Regions from separate parts of the Oryctolagus cuniculus genome. Here region 2 is linked to region 1. Evidence: chromatin contacts called from public Micro-C data. All regions are on one chromosome and are shown on one strand. The core of a region is the stretch at or near the end of the contact, and the rest is flanking DNA. Distances in the headings are between cores, read along the strand shown.

Region 1 (6,017 bases), core at 1,915-4,414:
AAGTGGACAAGCTGGAGAGAGGAAGACACAGCCCCTCCCAAATCTGACTTGTGCACATGACCTGCAGAACTGGGGGGCCAGCCTGCGCCTGCCAAGGTGGCCCCAGAGTTCTAGGCCGGCCCCCACCCCCCTCGGGCTGCAGCCGAGCTATATGCCAGGGAGCCCTTGCCATGTGCTCCTCGGCTCTTCCCTGTCCAACAGGATGTGTCTGGTGACTCCCAGGTGTCTCACCATTCAGGACCTTGGGAAAGACGTTCAGAGAAGCATGGGCAGATTGACGGATTGACAGGCACCAGGTCAGGGTCAGAAAAGCTGGTCCCAGAGCCCAGGCTGCCTCCTGGGGGCTCTCTGCTGCAGGGGGAGCACAGGGCTCCCGGGGGAGGCCTAGGGGCAGAGTCAGGGCGCCAACAGGTCCCCTGCACTCAGGGAGCACCTTTGTCCTTGGCTTTCCCTGCGCCCTGGTTCAATTCCAACCCCCCAGGAAGTCAGTGCCCAGAGCACTACAGGGACAAGAACTCACAGCCGGCCGGCGCCGTGGCTCACTAGGCTAATCCTCCGCCTAGCGGCGCCGGCACACCGGGTTCTAGTCCCGGTTGGGGCGCCGGATTCTGTCCCGGTTGCCCCTCTTCCAGGCCAGCTCTCTGCTCTGGCCAGGGAGTGCAGTGGAGGATGGCCCAGGTGCTTGGGCCCTGCACCCCATGGGAGACCAGGAAAAGCACCTGGCTCCTGGCTCCTGCCATCGGATCAGCGCAGCGCGACGGCCACGGCGGCCATTGGAGGGTGAACCAACGGCAAAGGAAGACCTTTCTCTCTGTCTCTCTCTCTCTCACTGTCCACTCTGCCTGTCAAAAAAAAAAAAAAAAAAAAAAAAAAAACCTCACAGCCGGCCGACGCAAGACCATTTGAAACGCAGTCGCGCCCCAGTCCAGCAAGGCAAAGTCCTCTAGGCAGCTGGTGGCTTGCCCATCTATAAAATGGGTACTAGCCAGCAGGGCGGGCGGTAGCCCCAGGGCATGAGCAGGAGAGACTGACCACCCATGCGGCCGGAGAGCGCCTGCCACCCAGCACCGCGCCCCGGGCCCTCGTGACCCTCTAATCGGCTGCTGTGCAGCGAGGCCGGCTTTACAGCTTACCCCAAGCTCGCTCAGCCTCATCTCCCGCAATCCCCTCAAGGACGCTGGCACTGGCGTCCTAGCTGCCTGAACAGCCAAGCCCAGGCTCAAAGAAGCCAAGAGCATCACCCAAGGTCATCTGCCATTAAGACAGAGCCCAGCGTTCACAGGACTCCACTCCTGGGTCCCTGCTTCACTCAACTTGCTCTGCCCATTTGATGGATGAGAAGACTGAGACAAATAAAAAAGTTTGCCCATGGTCGACTAGGGGCCGAGCCTGGCCTAAGACCTCCATCCCATCTGCCAGTCCTGCCCTCCTGTGGATTCTCAGCCCACTCGACCGGGCGCCCTTCCAGCACCCCGACACCGTCTGATGAGATCCCTTCCCCACCCCACCCCCATCTGCTCGTGCCCACCCCGCACTCCTCGGATGACTCCCTGGTCGGGAGGGAGGCATGCGGTTGCTAAGCGCTCACCCGCTCTCCCTCATAAAAATAAACTCCTCTGGCTGCGAGGCTCTGGACGAGATCCCCTCCCTTCTAGCCAGCAAAAAATTATAACGAAATTGTAAAAAAGATCTCATGACATTTATTTGAATGTCGGCTGTGGCCAAGCGGGGGCCGATTTCCTTCAGTCCAAGGGACCCACGCGCCACCGACCCTCAGCCCCAGCAGGACCTGGTCAGGCGTCTGGTCACTGCCTCCCCCCCGCCCCGCCCTGAGCTGATTTATTTCCCCAGGTGGGAACCGGGGGGCCCAGGCTGCTTCCCAAGCCTGGTCCTGGGGGAGGCCTGGATCTGCCAGAGGCCTGGATCTGGCACAGGCCGGGCAGTGACCAAAATAGCCAGACCAGGGGCCCTGCCCAGCACACACCTCCCTCCCAGCCCCGGGAGGACCGCCCACAGGTGCCCTCCAGTCCAGGCTGAAGTCAGGGGTGCAGAAGGTCCAGGCTCTCTCCGTGTGGCTTCCCTGGTGGGAAGGGAGTGGCCCAAAAGAGGAACCCAAAGAGGGAAGGGGGGAGTCTGGAGGACGGTGCGTCCTGCTGGCCCAGCCTGCTGCCCCTGGCTGTCCCTCTGCACCTCGGTCTCGGCACAGGGAACTGCCGGACACTGGTACTGCCCCCTGCACGCCGCACACCCTGTCACCTTCCTGCCTACCCTGGAGAACCAGCTCTGGCCACCCAGCCCTCTAGGCACCAGGGACCCCCGCTTTAGGGGACGGCCGGGGATACAGAACCCCACAACAAGGGCTCTGGAGACAGACACAGAGGGACACACACGTGCGCGCAGCCTGGGGCTCGCAGAGGTGCTCACACAGGCGCACACGGGAGACGCCGCGCCGCAGGTATCACAGGCACACATACGGAGCCCAAGACCCAGAGCAAAGGAGATTCACACTGGGGCACACGTGAACACGCTGCTGGGGACAGCAGAGGCAGCCACCCGCAAGCGCGCACACACACACACACACACACACACAGACATGTGCGGGGAGCCGGCGCGCGCGCGCACGGGCACACACAGCGCACACGTACACACACACACACCTGCCGCCCGCATCAGAAGCGCCGGCCCCTTCGCGGGCAAACAATAACCGCCCCGCTGGCGGGACTCCGCAGGCGACCTCCGTCCCTCCCTCGGGGGAGAAAGCGGCTCAGGCACGGAGGACGCTAGGCTGGGAGGGCACCCGGACGTGCCGGGATGCGGGAGGCCGCCGGAGCGCGGGGCTGGGGAGCAGGCTGCGGGCGGAGGGCAGCCCCGGCTCCGCGCTCCCGGCTCCCAGTCCCTCGGGTACCTGTGCTGGCCGCGGCGCTGCGCCCGGCGGCGCTCGGTTCCACCGGCAGGGAGCTGCCCGCCGCCTCGATCTCCGGTCCGCGGGCTTTGCGCTCCGCACTCGCTGGCCGCGCGGTCCTCCGGGCTCGGCGTTGGTGGCGGAGCGCGGCTGCGGCCAGGGCGCGGGCTGGGCGCTGGCGGTGGCGCGGAGGAAGCGGTAATTTATAAGCGGCTTCTTCCTGACCTCGCGTGTCTGTTGTCTGAACAGGCAGCTCTCAGCATCACCCATCCTGCTGGGTGGAAAAATACCAGCTCGGCCGGGCCAGGGGCGGGGCTGGGGCGGAGCCTGGGCAATGAGCCCCGCCCACGCGCGGACACACACACGCGCGCACACACACACACACACATACACACGCGCGCGCGCACGCACGCGCGCACGGGCTCGGACACACAAAGAGCCGGGCTCGCCTCGCCGAGAGCGCGCGCACACACCCTCCGGCGGCGGAGCCCCTGCCTGCAGAGGAAGCACCGGAGATTCCTTAACCCCGGCTGGTCCCCTGAGCGCCGTCCACCTGGGTCCTGGGATGAGGCCTGGGGCTCCTTGGGCAGCCAGGTCCCAAGCAGCCGGCTGGAAGGATCCTACACTTCTCCAGGGCCTATGCTCCTTGAGGGAAAAAAAAAATTGGGCTCAGAACTGGGCCCTCACTATCTTGGGGATGCCCTGAGGCTGTGTGGGGAAGCAGGACAGAGAGTTCCAGAATTCTGGTCTTGCCATGGCTTTGTGACTTTGGGCAAATTACATAGACTTTCTGTGCCTTGGTTTCCTCATCCGTAAAATGGAAATAACAATAGTGGAGCCAACGCCCTCTGGCTGCTCCGAGGAGCCAAGGTTAGCAGGAGAGAGCTGGGAACAGCCCCGGCACCTAGGATGTGCCAAGCCGGTGTCAGCGAGGGTGACTATTTATAGTGGGGAGTGTGCCATTATTCTGTCCTTAGATGAATGCGGGTCCACATCCACGCTCTGGCTGAGCAGCAGGGGGCAGAGCTGTGTGGCTTCCAGCAGGGCTGTCCCCTCTCTGACCCTCGCCTTCTCCCCTCTCTCTCTGCACCTGGGAGGTTGTGAGGACAGTACGTGGATCCTTCCACCTCGTAACTGGAGAAAAAAGAAGAAACGGCAAACAGGTGCGGCGGAGAGCCATGTCCACGTCAGCCCTGGCCAAGACTGGCCCCACTGCTGGCCGGGGCTCCGTCTCTCTCTTCGCGAGCAGCACGGATGAGCCCTGGTGTGTCATGTCCCTTGGGTCCTTCTGGGGTCCCTGCTGTGTGGCCCCAGGGTGACCTTCCAGCCAGCTCCTTCTCCCCACCCTTGGGCTCTAGGCACCTCGGACACTGGCTACTCCTGGGACATGTCCTTCCTTGCCTCCCTCCAGTGCCTTCCCCACTCTCTGCTGGCTGCAGGTGCCCTCCCCTCCAGGAAGGGCCCAGCAGTGCCCCAGGCAGCTGTCACTTCTGGGTACCTCATCGCTTTCCTTTTAGGTTAGGATAACTGTACCCATTTTACTAGTGAGAACACTGAGGCCGGAGAAGAGAAGCAATGCTGTGTCCGGGTCCCTCTGCTTCTGGTGTGAGTGAGGTTCCTCTGTGGGCTGTAGGAGCAGACACAAGCAAAAACTCCCCCGATTCCCTGTGCCTGGGTCACTGCCCACAATGCCAGCAGATGAGGCAAAGGGGCAGGTCACAGAGCAGGGAAGTGATTTTGGAGTAGAAGTTTGAACCAAAAAGAGGCTTTGACTAAGCCAACAGCACCTGAGCAGGAAGGCGGGGACTGGTCTTTTTGCTCCCATCAAGGCTGGGGGTTTATCACAGGCCTGGCACACAGATGGTGCTCAGTGTTTGTAGCCTTCATGGTACGCAAGGCAGGGTTTCAATGCATTTAAATAGGTTAACTCCTTCCTCCCCACAGCAGTCCTACAGGGCTGGGACAATCATCCGAGCCACAGAAAAGGGAAGAAACAGTTGCCCAGGGTCACTCAGCTGGGGCTGAACACAGGCATCTGGCTCTGGAGGTGACGGTGAGGTATGAGTGGCTGCCAGACGTAAAGCCCAGTCCCAGGGGTCAGCGGCTACTTGGAGGAGGTAGCAGGGGAGGAGCCAGGAGACAGAGCAAGAGGAGGAGCAGGGCTAGTCAGGGAAGAGGAGGGACGGGGGGAGCCCCACGGTGCACACGGTGAGCTCAGCTCGGCTCGGAGGCCAGGGACCCCAGCTCTGCAGCATCCGGCAGTGTGGCTTGGGGAATACTCAGTAAGCCCTGCCTTGTCAAGCCAGGGGCGGGAGAGGCCAGAGGTCCTAGACCGGGGAGTCTCTTCGTCTGACATGCTTCTTTGATCTCTGCTGCGCTTTAAAATGTTTTGAGCTAATTGCCACAAATAAAACTTGGGGAATTTCACATTTTAAAAACTTGAGGGTGTGGCATGGTGAGGTGGTGCAGTGCGTTAAACAGCTGCTTGGACCACCACACCCTGGCTGCTCTGCTTCTTAGCCAGCTTCCTGCCAGTGCATCCTGGGAAGCAGCAGGTGACAGCCTAAGGGCTTGTGTCCCTGCTACCCACGTGGGGGACCTGGGTGGAGTTCCAGGCTCCTGGCTTCAGTCTGGCCAGCCCTGGCCGTTGCAGGCATTTGGGGAGTGAACCATTGGGTAAAAGATCTCTCTCTCTCTCTCTCTGCCTTTCAGGCTGATGGAAATAAGCAAACACTGTTTTAAAAATCTGCATTCCTGGTTTCTCTTGAAAACTGGCAAAATGGGGCCACCTAGGACCCATTACCCATCTGTCTGCAACGACCAGGAGCTGGGGAGTGTCCCTCAGCCTGCAGCTGGCCAGTTCACTCCGTTAGGCCACTTGCTGGCCCCTGCAGTGGACTGTGTTTCAGACACATGCTGCACTTTGTGCACTGTTCCTGCCCCCGGCCAGGGCGAGGGAGCTGGAAGCTTCAGGAAGAGACTGAACACCAAAGGTGGTGAATGTGCTGGCAACAAGCGGGGGCCTCCAGGAGCAAAGCCAGGCAGAGGTTTCCTTGAGAAGCCAAACACTGGGCCGAAATTCCACGGGGACGAATCTGCCCGTTTCAAGAATGAA
Region 2 (6,017 bases), core at 2,346-4,845, 33 kb before region 1:
ACTTCCTCGGGTGCCCTCTCCAATGCACTTTCTCCCCGTGGCAGCCACAGTGGACAGCACTGGCTATCAAAGAAAGGACAAGGGTGGCCAAGAGCATCCACAGCCCCAGCCCACAAGGCACCGACCAGAAGTCACGACTTAGTTCCCCACCTTCAGGGTTTGCTCACGACATGGCACAGCCACAGAGCCAGTGATCCTACCAGGCCCTCTTGGGGCCCTGCCTGCAGAACAAAAGGCACAGAAGCCAGGACAGCCGACTCGCAGCCCAGGACACGGTGCGCCGGTCTTCGATGACCCACACAGGCAGCCGTCACTGAAGCACCAAATGTCAGAGAAACGTGACCTCTGTGCACTCTTTGCAAACCGGGAGGTCAGGCCACACTACGTTCCTGCTCCTCTTAGCTCCCACTGGCAGCAGCAGGTGCGGATGTGCTTACCCCGGGCACACCCACGCCAGCTCACCACGGCTCTGAGGGTGCACCTGTGCGCCTGGCTCCAGGGGGCATCCCAGCCTGTCTTCTCACCGCCCAAGATGGCCTTGCTCCCAGACTTGCTTCCTTACTGCCTGACTCCCTCCTCAGTTTGAGGCCAGATTCCTGGGGACAAGGACCAGTCTGCTGTGTTCACAGCAGTGGGCCCAGAGCAAGCGCAGTCGGGTAGGTGGTTCCCAGAGTGGCACCTGGGCAGCTGCAAACCTCGGCTCTGAGTAAGTCACCAGCCAAGCCATGCGGCCATGAAGCTTCCCAAGCAGGTGATGCGTGGGTTGGGGAATGGACAGGGGTGTGCAGGCCCCAGCCCAACAGCCAGGCCCCCAGGGGTTGTGCTCCAAGGAGCAGAGGCACAAAAGCACAACAAAACCCCCATTTCCCTCACACCTCCTTCCTCCGCCTGGCTGGGGTGGGGGACCCCGATTGTTTCGCTATCTGGCGGCCAGCAGACCGAGCAAGGCTTCCGGCAGCCCCCGGAGTCCTTCCTCTGTCTGGAGGAGCATCCGCAGGCCTTTCTCCGCCTGCTCCCTTGGGGCAGGCGCGGGCCTGGCCCGTGGCTACTGTAAAAATAGCCCTGGCGGCCAGCATTGTTCCAGCCTTCTCTTGCACAGCCCGATGGTTATCTGAGCGGCCCATTGTGGGCAGCTGGGTGGGCACATAATTGGAGGATGTGGGACTCGACTCCCTTCTGGGGAAGGGGCTTCTGAGCGAAGATGGGCAGGGCAGGGGCTACGCCTGGATGCTCCCTGGACCTTAGGGCTGCAGACTGAAGGTGGGGTGGGGGCATGGCTCAGCCTCGGCTGCTGACTGTCGGTGACCACCTGGGCTCCAGTGGCTGGGACTGCCCCGCTAGGAGCGGGGTCTTCTTCCTGTGGCTGTCGAGAGCCCCAGCTCTGGCCTTTGAGCACTCAGACCCACTTGCTACCTTAGCACTAAGAACTCTCTAGAAACCAGGGGTTGGGGGCAACAGGGGTCACCTAAGGCCCCAGCTTATTCTCCAAGCTCTGGTTTCCTACATAATGAGGCTTCCAGCAACTTTCGCACTCAGGAGCCATCATCCTGTGGGGAGCAGGTGCCTGTCACGTGCCCGGTGTTGGGAGCCCCACTCCTCACTCCTCAGTGAATACGGGTGTCCTCCTCTGGCCCCATCAAGCCCTTCTCTCCACCTCTCCTACAGGTCGCACCTCTACACAGCCCCCCGCGGTCCTGCCTCTGCCCCACTTAGGGCTCACCCTGGCTCCCCTGCCATGGCCCACTGTCTGCCTACAGCCTCGTCCAGGCCTCAGACTCACTCATGCCTGATTGAGGTGGATGCAGATGCAGGGCCCCCTCACCCTGTCCCAGGGGCCTCATTCCAGGCCCCCCTGTGAGAGCCCCTCCCAGCCTGACCCAGTGATGCTGTTCTCACTGTATGGTCCTGGCCACCGCCCCCAGCTCCCCGTTGCCATGGCAACCGTGCCCTCGCCTGGGCACAAGCATCGGCCTCCTCACTAGTCCCCCTGCTGCTTCGCCACCCGCGTCCCATCTAGCAACTCACAAAGCGGAAACAGCTCGGGACACCCCATTTCCGACCCTCCTGTCACTCCCGCAGGCAAACGCGACCTCCTCACCAGCATGGCCCGGGCCGTCCAGGACACTGGCCACACACACCTGCTCTAGTACCCTCAGTCCTCAGGCCTGGCCGCCTCTGAACCTTCCTCCAGCCTCAGTTCCCAAAGCTGTCGGGTCCCTGTCAGCTGCCCAGGGCCTCTGCTCGCAGCCCGATGTCTGTGGGAATCTGAGAGCCACTTCCTGCTGGGTGATCTCAGCACATTACTCAACATCTCTGGTCCTCGGTGCCACCTGTAAACTGGGGGCAACTGTGTGAAGCTCCTGGAGGTGCCATGAGCATTCCACCAGTGGGGGGGGCATGGAAAGTGCCTGCAGTGCTGGGAGGTCCATGCCAAGTCCTCCCGAGCGGTGGCTTCTATTACTACTGTTACTGCCACTACTGTTGTGACCAGGTCCACCCTGACCTTGAAATGCATAAGGCCTCCATCCCACTTAGGGTGAGATCAGCAATGCCCAGACACACCAAGGGACGCTCTGAGGTCACTCAGTTGGCAGTAACAGGGACCATGATGTGGGGCCCAGACCCTCGGCTCTCGCTCTTGCCCAGCCCGACCTCAGCCACCACCTCTGCAGAGCTGCAGGCTACAGTCACCCCCAGTGCAGGCCAGCCCACGTGCAGAGCGCGCTCGGGACCGAGTCCCTATCCACAGACTTCCAGCAGCCGCTGCCCTGCAGCCCAGCGCTGTTTTCCTTGGCAGGGGGCCCAGGCTTATTCCGTAGCGGCCAAGATACAAGACTCCCTCTTTTAAGAGCTTCCTCTTGGGTTACTGGAGCTTTGATGGAGAGGCTCTAGGATGGAGCGTCCCTCCCAGCCCCGCCGAAAATGCTTTCCCTCTCTGTTCCAGGGGTGGCGGCCAGATACAACCGTGCCTGAGACCGACTTGCAAATCACCCTGGTCTATTTTGGCACACTTGCAGCCAGATTCAAACCCTTACCAGCGACGCCACAATTTCTAAGATATTCCTTTGGTCCCCTTTCTCTGCACCATAGCACTAGTTTCTTGAGCCCTTACCCTGTTGAGCTGTTGCTAAGCCTGCTCTCCTGTTCATTCCTCAAGCACCCTTGTCGTGGGAGAGACCGCTGGTTCATTTCCAGGTGAGGGGAGCCGACGCTGAAGCAGGGCAGTGCGTCGCCTGGCTGAGGCTGCACAGGGAGGAAGGAGACCGGGGCAGCACTGCCACCTTGGCCCTGCTAATGCCTAAGACACAGAGCACAGCTCATCAAGAGGAGGCCTCCACACTGCTGAGCCCGCAGGGACAGGACGGCAGTGGTACAGAGCCACATCCCACCTGCGTCCCCCAGCTGCCTCTCCAGCCCCCTGGCTTTCTGGTGTCTGAGTCCCAACCAACAGCGCCTTGAAGTGAGCTGCAGACCTGCCTCCCCTGGCATGTAGCACCTCATTCCAAGGCTTTGGGGAGCCCAAGCCCTTGGCTCTCTTCCCTGGACAAGCTGGCCAGAGGCTCGGGCGCTCCCTGCACCTGTCACCCTCCAGCAGCCTGCCTGGCCCTCCCCTGCAGCAGTTACGTCTTGTCAAAGAAGGCGGCAGCACCCTGCACACCTCTCCCTAGGAGAAAACAAAGACTGAAACGCTACTGGTGCTGACTTAGCTACCCAGGAGCTTCGGTCATTTTTGGCCAGAGTGCAGCTATTTGCCCAGTCCTCTCTGGCATGCCCTACCCCTCCCAAAGGGCCCAGGGCCCAGGAGGCCTTCTAGGCAAGCCCCTCTACTTGGCTGTAGTGGGGGTTGGGCAAGCAGCTCCCAGAATCCCAGAACAGAGGCAGGAGGCCACCTGGACGACACGCCCACTGTACAGCCCAGGAGAGGGAAACCTGAGGTCTAATGCCTCCAGCCCGCCTGGCCACTGTGGAGTCCTGCCCCTTCCTCGTCTGCTTGTCCTCTCCAGAGCCAGCCTTCTGGACATGCCAAGGCCAGGATGAAGCTATGTGGCCTGGTGTGCTTCAGCCTCCTCACTGTTGAAAAATTCGGGGTAAGAATAAGTCACCTTTGTGGAGCGCTGAGTGTGAGGCCTGGCACCTGTCAGGGAAGCGCCAAGTGCCAGCTTCTACTCAGGAAGACAGCTGATGCGACGTCGGGGGTTCAGGCTACCGCGTGCCAGGCGCCACACCCTGTGGGTTTAGAGGAAGGGTCAGGCAGCCCGCAGCCCAAGGCACAAAGATGAGGTCCTGGCTCCACCTCCAGCTTCTTGCCAACGTAGACCCTGGGAGGCGCTGGTGATGGCTCAAGCAGTCACATCCCTGTCACCCTTTTGAGAGGCCTGGATTGAGTTCCCGGCTCCCAGCTTGCACCCTGGGCTACCGCAGGCATCTGAGGAGGGAATCAGTGCCCAGGAGCTGTCTCCATGCCCCTCTCTCTGCCTCTCAAATAAGTAGATAAATACCTTTAAAAATCACTCCTTTTTTTGCCTATTTTAAAAATATTTTCATCTATCTGAAAGGCAGAGAGAGAGAGAAGGAATGATTATCTTCCATCTACTGGTTCACTCCCCAAATGCCCACAACAATCAGGAGCCGGGAACTCCGTCCAGGTCTCCCACATGGGTGGTGGAGGCCCACGCACTGGAGCCACCATCTGTCACCTGCTAGGGTGCCCGTCAGCCAGAAGCTGAATGTGAAATGGAGCAGCCAGAGCTCGGAACAGACATTCGGCTACGGAACGAGGAATCGCAAGGGTCAGTTTGACCCACAGGGCCACGGTGCCCACCCCAGTCAACGGTTTGTTTGAAAAAATAAAAAAGGAAAAAAGGGATGGGGGAGATGGGGGAACTAGGGGTCAAAAGACACAGAACTTCAGCTGCACATAAGGAAAAGTGCAAGAGCTCCATTGTGCACCACGATGACTACGGCTGACAACACACTGCACACCTGGGAGTTGTCCAGAGTGCATTTTAGACTCTCTCCCCCTCACACACAAAGCAAGCATGAGAGGCAAAGGTTAACTGCCTTGATTGAGCCATCCTACAGTGTCCCTTGAAACATCCACAGATGCAGCTTCTGTCCGTTAAAAAGGAAAAAGGAAAAGAAGGGCAGGCAGCTGCATTTATTGAGCACTGACTGCATGCGCATTTCCTTAGCAGCGCTCTAAGTGCTTCATGCATTTTCGCTTTTAATCCCCTCAGGGGGTGCTGTGGGGCATAGAGGGGAGAAGCCACTCGCTCAGGGCCACAGGGAGAGGGGAAAGCCACCTGAGCCATGACCAATGGCTCCGAAGTCCACGTTCTGAGCTCTGCAGCCGTCACGGGTCACCTGACCTCTTCACCAAGTGAAACGGCCTCTAGCGCCTTCAGAGAGCCGCAGGCCACTGGACGGGGCACAGATTAGGGAACTAGTCGAGCGCAAACGGGGAAGTGAGGGCCACGTGACAGAGGGCGCAGGGACGCGGGTCAGGGCACGGCAGTCCTGGGGACCAGGGAGCAGGCAGTGCCCAGGGCCACAAGGCCTGGGCCAGCGGAGGAAACCGCAGCCTTTCCCTAGCAAGCAGGGAGGCGGAGGGATCCAGACTCAGAGAGCAAGGCTGGGTCCCAGCACTGCGTGTGCCGCGGGTGGCCGCTAGGGGGCGTGGCAGAGCACCACTGCACACGCGGGTGCACAGCTGCTTTTGGAAGAGTAGAAATGAATCCAAGAAAGGCTTTCTTTCCCGCGTAAAGTAGTACACCTTCCAAAGCTGTCATCAGTGAACTGAGCCTCTCGGCTATTTCTGAGGAAAGTGTAACTCAAGCCAGAAGGCTGCACCGCCTGCAGGGCCCTTGGAGGCCTCAGGGCAGAGCCGGGACTGCGGCCACCGGGCAACTCCTCGTCTCCCACCATAGCAGACGCCGTGCGGTTTCCCGAGCGCACCTGAACTCCGTGCTGGAGACACACACGCACACACACACTTCCACACACAAGCAGAGGGAGCC

The links. Hi-C and Micro-C count contacts between places; a contact is called where the count stands out from the background.
Region 2: a contact with region 1 is called in a Micro-C map of ear pinna, with 2.0 times the contacts expected there. The contact joins the enhancer-like site here to the promoter of SLC6A6 in region 1. A contact is called at or near these places in 2 of 6 Hi-C or Micro-C datasets (ear pinna and an unstated tissue).

The regions. Positions count from the first base shown.
Region 1 is chr10:113,244,363-113,250,379 of mOryCun1.1, reverse strand. SLC6A6 (solute carrier family 6 member 6) reads right to left here and starts at 3,164. Exons shown (of 15, transcript XM_051851766.2): 1 at 2,906-3,164.
Region 2 is chr10:113,278,014-113,284,030 of mOryCun1.1, reverse strand. The region is part of intron 2 of SLC6A6 (solute carrier family 6 member 6); the gene reads right to left. Among named protein-coding and RNA genes, the nearest start is that of SLC6A6, 34 kb to the right of the region's middle. Within about 2 kb of position 3,595, at least 1 of the 8 cell types and tissues checked has an H3K27ac peak or open chromatin away from gene starts, as enhancers often do.